Linked DNA regions of Mus musculus: region 2 is linked to region 1. Evidence: chromatin contacts called from public promoter capture Hi-C data. All regions are on one chromosome and are shown on one strand. The core of a region is the stretch at or near the end of the contact, and the rest is flanking DNA. Distances in the headings are between cores, read along the strand shown. Region 1 holds the start of Ddb2 (damage specific DNA binding protein 2). Region 2 holds the start of Ptpmt1 (protein tyrosine phosphatase, mitochondrial 1).

Region 1 (4,590 bases), core at 1,165-3,664:
GTCTACAGAGTAAAACCTTTTCTCTTTGACTCAGTGTACAGTAGGTCAATCATCATACCTGGGGGTGACCTGATGATCCTGAACCAATTTATCATCTAGTGAGAAAGAGCAATAGTTGAAAAGCTATGTGACCTTTGAGCACGTCAGACAGGAAACATCTCACCTGCTGTAGTGATGACCAGGTGGCTTTGCCCAACTTATGCTGGTAAAGATCCCTGACAATGCTGCTACTCCGTGAAGGGATCTGCAGGCTGGACAACTCTGCCAGAAGGCAGCACGACTCACATGTCCTGCTAGAAACTACCAAAGAAGAATACAAACATTTTCCTCTCCCAAATCTCAGGAAAGGTTCCCCCTGAAAACCCTTTGTCTCATCATCTCCTTAAAAGCCTTTCTCTGCAGTTGAGTCTCACTCAACCCAAGAGAGAAATAAAAAACCCTTTTCCAAAACACTCCTCCAAACAGAAATTCTGAAGTGAAACTAAATATAACCTCACAGGGTTCCTTAGAGCTTTGCCAGAGAGATACACAATTGTGGACACTGAAGACTTTTCTTGTGTGGGATCACAAATAAGTAGGAGTTGAGGGACAATCTTTTTTGTTGTTGTTGTTGTTTTTGGTTGTTTGTTTGTTTTTATTTTTCAAGATAGGGTTTCTCTGTGTAGCCCTGGCTGTCCTGGAACTCACTTTGTAGACCAGGCTGGCCTCGAACTCAGAAATTCGCCTGCCTCTGCCTCCCGAGTGCTGGGATTAAAGGCGTGTGCCACCACGCCCGTTTGTTTTTTTTTTTTTTTTTTTTTTTTGAGGGACAATCTTAAAGATCACAAAATAACATCAGGGCTGGTGAGATGGCTCAGCTGTGGTTAAGAGCACTAACTGCTCTTCCAGAGGTCCTGAGTTCAATTTCCAGCAACTACATGGTGGCTCACAACCATCGGAAATGGGATCCGATGCCCTCTTCTGGTGTATCTGAAGACAGCTACAGTGGACTCATACATTAAATAAAATAAATCTTAAAAAAATAAAATAAGAGCTATCCAAATACAGTGGTGTATAACTGTAATCCTAGCACTCAGAAGCTGCAGCATACTTGGATTGGAGGCCAGCCTGGGCTATAGAGCAAGACTCTGTATTTAAAGAAATACTAAATAATGTCATGAGCAACCATTACTTGAGTGGAAACCAGAAGAATGCAGTAAGGTTTAGAAAAGTTCCAAATTGATTAGGTGGCTTCAAGGAAGAGAGGTAAATCAGAGTATAATAAAAATAAGCCGGGAATGGTGGCACACGCCTTTATTCCCAGCACTTGGGAGACAGAGGCAGGCGGATTTCTGAGTTCTGAGGACAGCCAGGGCTACACAGAAAAACCCTGTCTCGAAAAACTAAATAAATAAATAAATAAATAAACAAACAAACAAATAAATAAAACAACTCTGAATTACCAAGCCCTTCTGGTGGACCCAATCTATAAGTCCTTTTTTTCTCTTGACAACTTTCCTTTCTTTTCATGGCTAAAACCACTCTTATCAATTTATCACATTCCTTATAGCCCCAGGTTCAAGTCCTGGTAAACCTCTGAGAATGCGCTTTCTGAAGAAAGGAGGGAGGGAATTTCAGACTCTCAGAGCTAACATAACCGAGAGGCTATGAAAGGGAGGATTACTTTGAAACAGTAGATGTGTAAAACTTCTGGAACAAGGAAAGTGGGGACTGTGGCTTTTACGGTGATGGCACTCATCTGACTCTTTCTGTCACCTGGGGTAGAGGTGGGGGGGCTGTTCAACTTAAAACTCTCTGCTGTCAATGAACTGGCCAATAAAACCAGTCGGCAGCGTGTGGCTCAGTGGCAGCCCACTTGCTGAGAGAACTGGAGGCCTGGGTTCGAACCCTCGATCTCCCAAATAAAATCACAGCCTGAGGCGACAGAAGCCAAGAACTGCTTCAGAAGCCCAGGCACAAGCACCCACCACCCCAGCTTCAGCCTCTGGCGCGAGCACCCTGAACCCCCGGAAAGCTAAGGCAGCAGCACAGGCCGTACCGGGACCCTGCACACGCAGCTTCTTGGCTTCGGGCTCCAGCTCCTGAGGACCTCTGCGACTTTTGCTCCTGAGGAGCACCGCAACGTCGGGGGACTTCTGGGTTTCTGGGCATTTCTTGGGAGCCATGACGTACTCGGTGAAGAGATATCAAGCTCTGTGGCAAAATAACGAAGCAAGGAGTGGAAAAGCCTCCGTGGAGAAAACAGGAAGGGACTACGTATGAGGCAGCGCCGTCGCAGGTAGCGCAGCTAAGACACCTTCGCGCCAAACGCTCCTCCGGGCTGCTTTACTTTTAGCCCCGCCCCGTCCCCTCAGGGCTGTCCCGCCCCTTGGAACTGCCCCGCCCCCTCGGGATTGCCACAGTAGGGGGCTGTCTTGCCCCCGGAACTGCCCCGGACTGCCCCAACCCCTCGGGCACGGCCCGCCCCCGGCCGCTCCTCCTCTTCCGGAGTAACGTGTGCAGCTCACAGGGAGGGTTTTTTATTTTAACTCCCTAGGAGCTGGGCCTTGGCTTGTGCTGGATCTGAAGAAAGCCGATTATTTGAACCTGAGGAGGGAGCGCTGGCCGTAAACCCTGCATGCTGGAGGCGGAGCCAGGCGGCGTTTCAGGCCAGCCTGGTGTACACGTTCCAGCAATCCGGTGACCTACGCAGAGAAACCCTGTCTCGAAGAACAACAAAGAGAGAGAGAGAGAGACAGAGACAGATAAAAGTAGGTAGTTTATGTCTTAAAAAGAGCAAAGATTCAAGTGTGGCTAAATATTTCTCATTTCCCCCATTAATAATAGGTGTCTCTAGGGCTGGAGAGATGGCTCAGTGGTTAAGAGCACTGACTGCTCTTCCAGAGGTCCTGAGTTCAATTCCCAGCAACCACAAGGTGGCTCACAACCATCTGTATTGGGATCTGATGCCCTCTTCTGGTGTTTCTGAAATGACAGTGTATTAAATAAATAAATCTTAAAAAAAAAAAAAAAGTGCCTCTGATTACCCAATCACAGCCTTAGCATTTGATTCTTTCCTCTCGCTTTACAGATGAATGTATTTTACCTCATACTATAGAAAAGAGCTGTATCTATGGTGGCAGGCTCTGTGTAATTCCCAACACTGAGGAGGCTGAGGCATGAAGAGTTTGCCTGGACTACACTGATATCTTGTAAGGATCAGATAAGAGTGAGAAAATCTGGGGCTGGAGCGATGGCTCAGCGGTTAAGAGCACTGACTGCTTTTCCAAAGGTCCTGAGTTCACATCTCAGCAACGACATGGTGGCTCACAACCATCTGTAATGAGATCTGACTCCCTCTTCTGGAGTGTCTGAAGACAGCTACAGTGTAATTATTTATAATAATAAATAAATCTTTAAAAAAGAAAAAGAGTGAGAAAATCTGGCATGCTATTGCACAGCAAGGTGACAGCAGACAATGGGTTTGCTGTATATTTTCTAAAGGTAGAAAGGTTTTGAATGTTTTCACCACAAACGATATCTGAGAAGATGTGCCTAACCCAATTTAAAGAATACAATATGTGTGTGTCAAAAGTAATGTATTCCTTATGAAGATGATACTTACATAAACATATGTAAAATTTATATGTTTTAATGTAGTTTAATTTTATTTTAAATTAAAATGATGCTCTAGAAGAAAATAAAAAGCTGAACCCAGCACCAATAATGGGGATGTCCTAAGATGTGCTTAAATTAAGAATTGTAGCTTAGTGGCTGGAGAGATGGTTTAATGGCTAAGAGAGCTTGCTGCTTTTTCAGAGGACCTGAATTCTGTTCCCAGTACCCAGGCAGGTGGCTCACAAATACCTATATGTAACTCCAGCTCCAGAAGACCAGACACCCTTTTCTGGACTCTGCAGGCAGATGCAGCCATATATACACATAAGCACATAAAGAAACATGTATACACATAAGTAAAAAAAAAAAAATTACAAGCTGGTCAGTGGTGGAATATGCCTTTAATTCCAGCACTTAGGAGGCAGAAGTAGGTCTAGTCTGCAGCGCTAGTTCCAGGACAGCAAAGGCTACAGAGAAACACTGTCTGGAAAACCTAAATAAGTAAATAAATAGCCAAGGCTGCAGAGAAACCCTGGGAAAACAAAACAAAGAAATAAGTAAACCCAGCAGTGGTGGCGCATGCCTTTAATCTCAGCACTTGGGAGGCAGAGGCAGGCGGATTTCTGAGTTCAAGGCCAGCCTGGTCTACAGAGTGAGTTCCAGGACAGCCAGGGCTACACAGAGAAACCCTGTCTCGAAAAACAAACAAACAAAACAACAACAACAACAACAAAAAAGAATCCTAAAAAAGTTGTAAGATATTAACTAGGAAGATTATGAGGGAAAATAAATCACTTGAGTTTGTATAGGTCCACTTCGGGGTTTTGTTAGCCTGTAATGATCAGAATGGTCATCTATTTTATTTTTACACTTTGTTTTGGTGTGCTTCATGTGTCTTTTTTGTTGTTGCTTGAGAGAGCATATCACCAATAGCCCTGGGTGGTCTAGAACTCAGTCTGTAGTCAGGCTGGCCTCCACAGAGATCCACCTGCC
Region 2 (4,590 bases), core at 1,373-3,872, 320 kb before region 1:
TTGTTGGTTTTTAAATAAGGTTTCATGTAAGCAAGGATGACCTCAATTCTCACTGTGTAGCCAAGGATGCCTGTGAGCTGATGTTCCTGCCCCTACTTCCCAGGTGCTGAAGGTACAGGTGTGGGCCTCCATGTTCCTTGCTATTTTAGCAAGTCCCTGCAACTTAATGACTGCAAGAAGGCTGGTTTAATCCCACCAATCAAATCAGCAGAACCTGAAGGCATATTTTTGCTTGTATATCAACTGAACCAGAACCACTTTCAGAGTTGTTAAATATGCAGCTAAATCCTGTAAATATGCAGAATATATCAGGGTTGAGGGGGTGGAAGTGAGGGTGGCTGGAGGCAGGAACTTGCTACTTTAGCAAGGCTGCCAGAAGGTCCTTAGGCATCCTGGAGATTTGGAGATTTCTTTGCTCTAGGCTAGTGCCATCTTACAAAGGCAGCAACTCACATGTCAAGCGTTGTCTGTGGCTTTGGTGGCCTCTCCGTTTATACAGTTGATCACATTAGTGAGTATTAACTCTGACAGCTAATGACCCCCTTGAGACCTGTGACAATATTTTGGGAAATTCCGGGGACAGTCATGTTCTTTTGTTCTTTTTCTATAAAGGGCCCTATATACCCCAGGCTAGCCTCGAACTCGTGTGTGGCTCAGGATGAGCTTGGATGCCTGATCCTCTTGCTTCTGGGGTGTTGGGATGTCGGCCCTGTGCCACTACCATGCCTTGTTTGCCTTCTGCACTGAGCTTTGTGTATCCCAGGCAAGCAGTTTATCAACTGAAATCCATCCCCAGCCCACTCTGCAGATTCTCAATGATAACTATTAACATAGCATATATAATAAGGGGTGCTCTTCTTTTATAATTTTCTTTGGAGCAGGGGTTTCAAGACAGAATTTCATTATGTAGCTCTGGCTAACCTTGAATTTACTTTGTAGATCAGGCTGGCCTCAAACTCACAGAGATCTGCCTTCCTCTGTCTCCAGAGAGCTGGATTAAAAGTGTGCACCACTATGCCTGGCAGGAAGAGGGTACCCTTTTCTTATCTGTGATTTTGTTTTTAGACACAGGCTCATGTAGCCCAGGCTGGCCTCCACCTCACCACACACTGTGGCTGGTCTCAAGTTCTTGATCTTCCCACCTTCACTCACAAAGTGCTAACATAACAGGTATGAGCCACACTCTTAAAGAAATGCTTTTCTTACAGTTGGCCTTCGTCTCCAAAGCTACAATAACTAATTCAAACCTGATGCTAAAATATGTGTTGAAATGAATGAAATCAGCAAGGCACATTGTATTAGTCAGGGTTCTCTCGCTCCACTCCCTGAGCCAAGCATATTCAAACCACCACACACAAGTCACAATTTTAGTTACTGAGGTTAGTGACCAAAATCACAAATACAAAATGGGTGTATTAGCACATGCCTGTAATCTCAGTACTTGGAAAGTGGAGGCAGGAGAATCGGATCAGGACTTAAGACCCCTGTCTCAAAATAAACAAACAAAGGAAAAGTAGCATATACATGTACAATTCTGTGCATGAAGAACTGTACCCCCCGTCCCCATTTTGAAGCAGGACTTCCTTGTCCTGTGTCCTGACTGACCCAGAGCTCACTACATACAATACACCAAGCTGGCCTGGAACAACTTCTTGCCTTAAGGGGGCTGAAATTCCAGGAGTGAGCCACCCACAGCGGGTTAGCTCGCTCTTTTTAGACAATGGCCAGGACACATTGAACTCCTGGGCTCAAAAGATCCTGCCTCTGCCACCTGAGTCTCCAGACTCGCAAGACTTCTTTCTGGCTTATCAGCTTCAGCGTCTTTCCACCTGCAGCCATTTGAGCTTGACCCACATACACAGAACTTGAGAAGGCAACTAGGTCTCCAACACTGGTCTCGGAGACAAGGTCACCCACGGCGTCCTTCCTCTTCCCCTAGCTTCTCCAGCTTTCCCAGGCCCGAGTGCTGGGCCAGCCAGGCCAGAGGGCCCGGGTCCTCACCTTCGAGGTGTTGCACAGGAATCGGGTCTCGTACTCCTCGTTCATAGTGATCACCCCGCGCACGTTCTCGTCCAGTACCAGCTGCCGAGGCAAAGAGGAGGCTCAGCGAGGGCCGCGGGGCGCCCGCAGAGGCCCTGGGCCCGCTCCCGGCCCGGCCCGGCCCGGCCCGGCGGTCTCTCACCCGGCGCGTCATGTTCTTCAGCGGCAGCGCGCCCAGCAGAACCGTGTGGTCGATGCGGTGGTACCAGTCGCGGTGCGCCGGGCCGCGCACCCTCCCCCGGACACTGTGTAGAGCAGCGTCGGGTAGAAGAGCACCCGGGCCAGGCCGGCCTCCAGCCACGCGGAGGCCGCCATCCCGCCCCACCCCGCCAGGCGCAGTGGCGAGGCGCCCCACCCCGCCAGGCGCAGCGGCCAGCCACCGGCCCCGGGGCTCGCGACCAGCCACCGCGAGAAGGACGCGGAGGACGAGAGCTGAGGGCCACCTGATGCCTCCCGACTCTTCGAAGCTGAGTCCCCGGAGTCCCGGCCCTGCCCGAGGGATCCCGGAACAGGAGCCATGGCTCCAAAGGAGAGGCGCCGCGAGGCGCGGCGAGGGGTCGGGTGGAGGGAGTGGAATGGCAAGATCGGGTGAAACTGTGACCCTGCCTAAGGAGCAGGGCCGGCTCTCCAACCCCTGACCTTAGGGAGGGGCCGTGACCCCGGAGTGCACCCATCACTAAGGAGGAGGCTCAGCAGAGAGGCTCCTCTAAACAGGGAAGGCCCTGGAGAAGCCGAGTCTGCCTGTAAAAAAAGCGGTGGTTGTCAGCTGCTCTTGGGGGAGCAGGGAACCTGAACTTGAACCTAGGTGGTGGTCTACTGCCCTGTGTCTGTCTGTCTGTGTCTGTCTCTCTGTCTCTCTGTCTTTCCCCGCCCCCCCCCCTCTCCTTTTTTAAAACCAGGTCACACTATGAAGCCCTAAATGTCTTCTACTGGCTATGTAGCTAGCTCCAGGACACACAAAGGAACCCTGTCTCAAAAAAAAAAAAAAAAAAAAAAAAGTGTGTGTGTTGGGTGCTTTGCCTGCCTGTATGACATCACCTGGGTGCAAAGTCCAAGGAGTCCAAAGAGGATGTTGGAACCCATGGGACTGGAGCGTGACTCGGAGAGAAAGCTGGAGAATGCTGGAAATCAAACCAGGGTTCCCTGGAAGAGTAGCCAGTGCTCTTAACTGCTTAAATATTTCTCCAGCCACAAGAAAATACTCTTAACCTGTATCTGCTGCTTTTCCCCTCCTTTTTGGTTTTGATTTGGGGTGATTTGTTTGTTCGTTTTTCAAGATAGGGTTTCTTTGTGTAGCCCTGGCTGTCTTGGAACTCTCTTGTAGACCAGGCAGCCCTTGAACTCAGAGATTCACCTGTCCCTGCCTCCTGAGTTCTGGGATTAAAGACATGTGCTACCACTGTCTGTCATCTTTTTCCTCCTTTTAAAAAAGAGATATATTTTATTCTTATCAAAGAAATACTCGTAATAATACCCAAGAAGGAAAGAGTAGGTTGAGAGGAGTTTGGAGGGTGGGGATGAATTTTATCAAAGTGCATTAATACATGTATGAGATCCTCAAAGAATTAACAAGTATTAAATTTAAAATGGAACGTGTAGAGCTGGAGAGATGGCTCAGAGGGTAAGAGCACCAACTGTTCTTCCATAGGTCCTGAGTTCAATTCCTAACAACCACATGGTAGCTCACATCCATCTGTAATGGGATCTGATGCCCTCTTCTAGTGTGTCTGACAGCTACAGTGTACTCACATACATAAAATAAATAAATCTTAAAAAAAAAAAAAGGTAAGGAAAAATAGCCCATTTACTTTAAATCGATAAGTGAAGCAGACATGCCATTTTCAGTGTGGGGATTGGAAAGTATAGTAAGAATTGAGTCTGCCATCATGGTGACACACCCCTTAATCCCAGCACTCAGGAGGCAGAGGCAGGTTGATCTCTGAGTTAAAAACCAGTCTGGTCTATATAGAGAGTTCCAGGCCAGATGTCTGTCTCAAAAAAATAAATGATCCAATAGTATTATTATATCTTTTTTGAGAGAGAGAGAGAGAGTGGCACAGGGGGGCCAAAAGAGGGTATTGGATCCCCTAGAATATCAGTTGCTGATATTGTAGCCTTCCATGTGGGTGCTGGGAACTAAACCCCACTTTTCTCCAAGAGCAGCAAGTGCTCTTAAGTGCTAAGCCATCTCTCTAGTAAATTGGACTGAAACACATGACACTTGTTCTATGTCAGCCCTCCTGGAGCTGGGACCACCGGAGCTGGGACCACCGGAGCTGGGACCACCGGAGCTGGGACCACCGGAGCTGGGACCACCTGGAGCTGGGACCACCGTGTCTGACTTCTCTTCAGTGGCAACACCTTTTTCGTGCCATCCTGAGATATGGTTCATAACCCATAGGATCTACGTGCACCTGCTTTTAAATTTATTTTTGTGTGTTGGATCAGGGAGGATGCTTGGCAGAACATAACTTGAAGGAGTCTGTTCTCTTCTACCATGTGGGTTCCAAGGATGGAACTCAGGTTGTCAGTGTTGGTAGCAAGCACCTT

Evidence for each region. Capture Hi-C pulls out chosen DNA fragments and counts their contacts.
Region 2: a promoter capture Hi-C map of adipose tissue shows a contact between it and region 1, with 2.9 times the contacts expected there. The contact joins the promoter of Ptpmt1 here to the promoter of Ddb2 in region 1. A contact is called at or near these places in 10 of 39 promoter capture datasets (the 3T3-L1 cell line, the C10 cell line, the HPC-7 cell line and 7 more), 4 of 115 datasets of contacts at active chromatin or transcription factors (bone marrow-derived macrophages, embryonic stem cells, large pre-B cells and 1 more) and 3 of 9 other capture datasets (adipose tissue, liver and pancreatic islet).

The regions. Positions count from the first base shown.
Region 1 is chr2:91,234,652-91,239,241 of GRCm38.p6, forward strand. Ddb2 (damage specific DNA binding protein 2) reads right to left here and starts at 2,415. Exons shown (of 10, transcript NM_028119.5): 1 at 2,039-2,415; 2 at 164-300. The coding sequence starts at 2,165. A330069E16Rik (RIKEN cDNA A330069E16 gene) reads left to right here and starts at 2,495. Exons shown (of 2, transcript NR_015464.1): 1 at 2,495-2,750; 2 at 3,071-3,706.
Region 2 is chr2:90,915,428-90,920,017 of GRCm38.p6, forward strand. It overlaps Ptpmt1 (protein tyrosine phosphatase, mitochondrial 1), which reads right to left and starts at 2,623. Exons shown (of 5, transcript NM_025576.2): 1 at 2,285-2,623; 2 at 2,183-2,282; 3 at 2,002-2,082. The coding sequence starts at 2,559.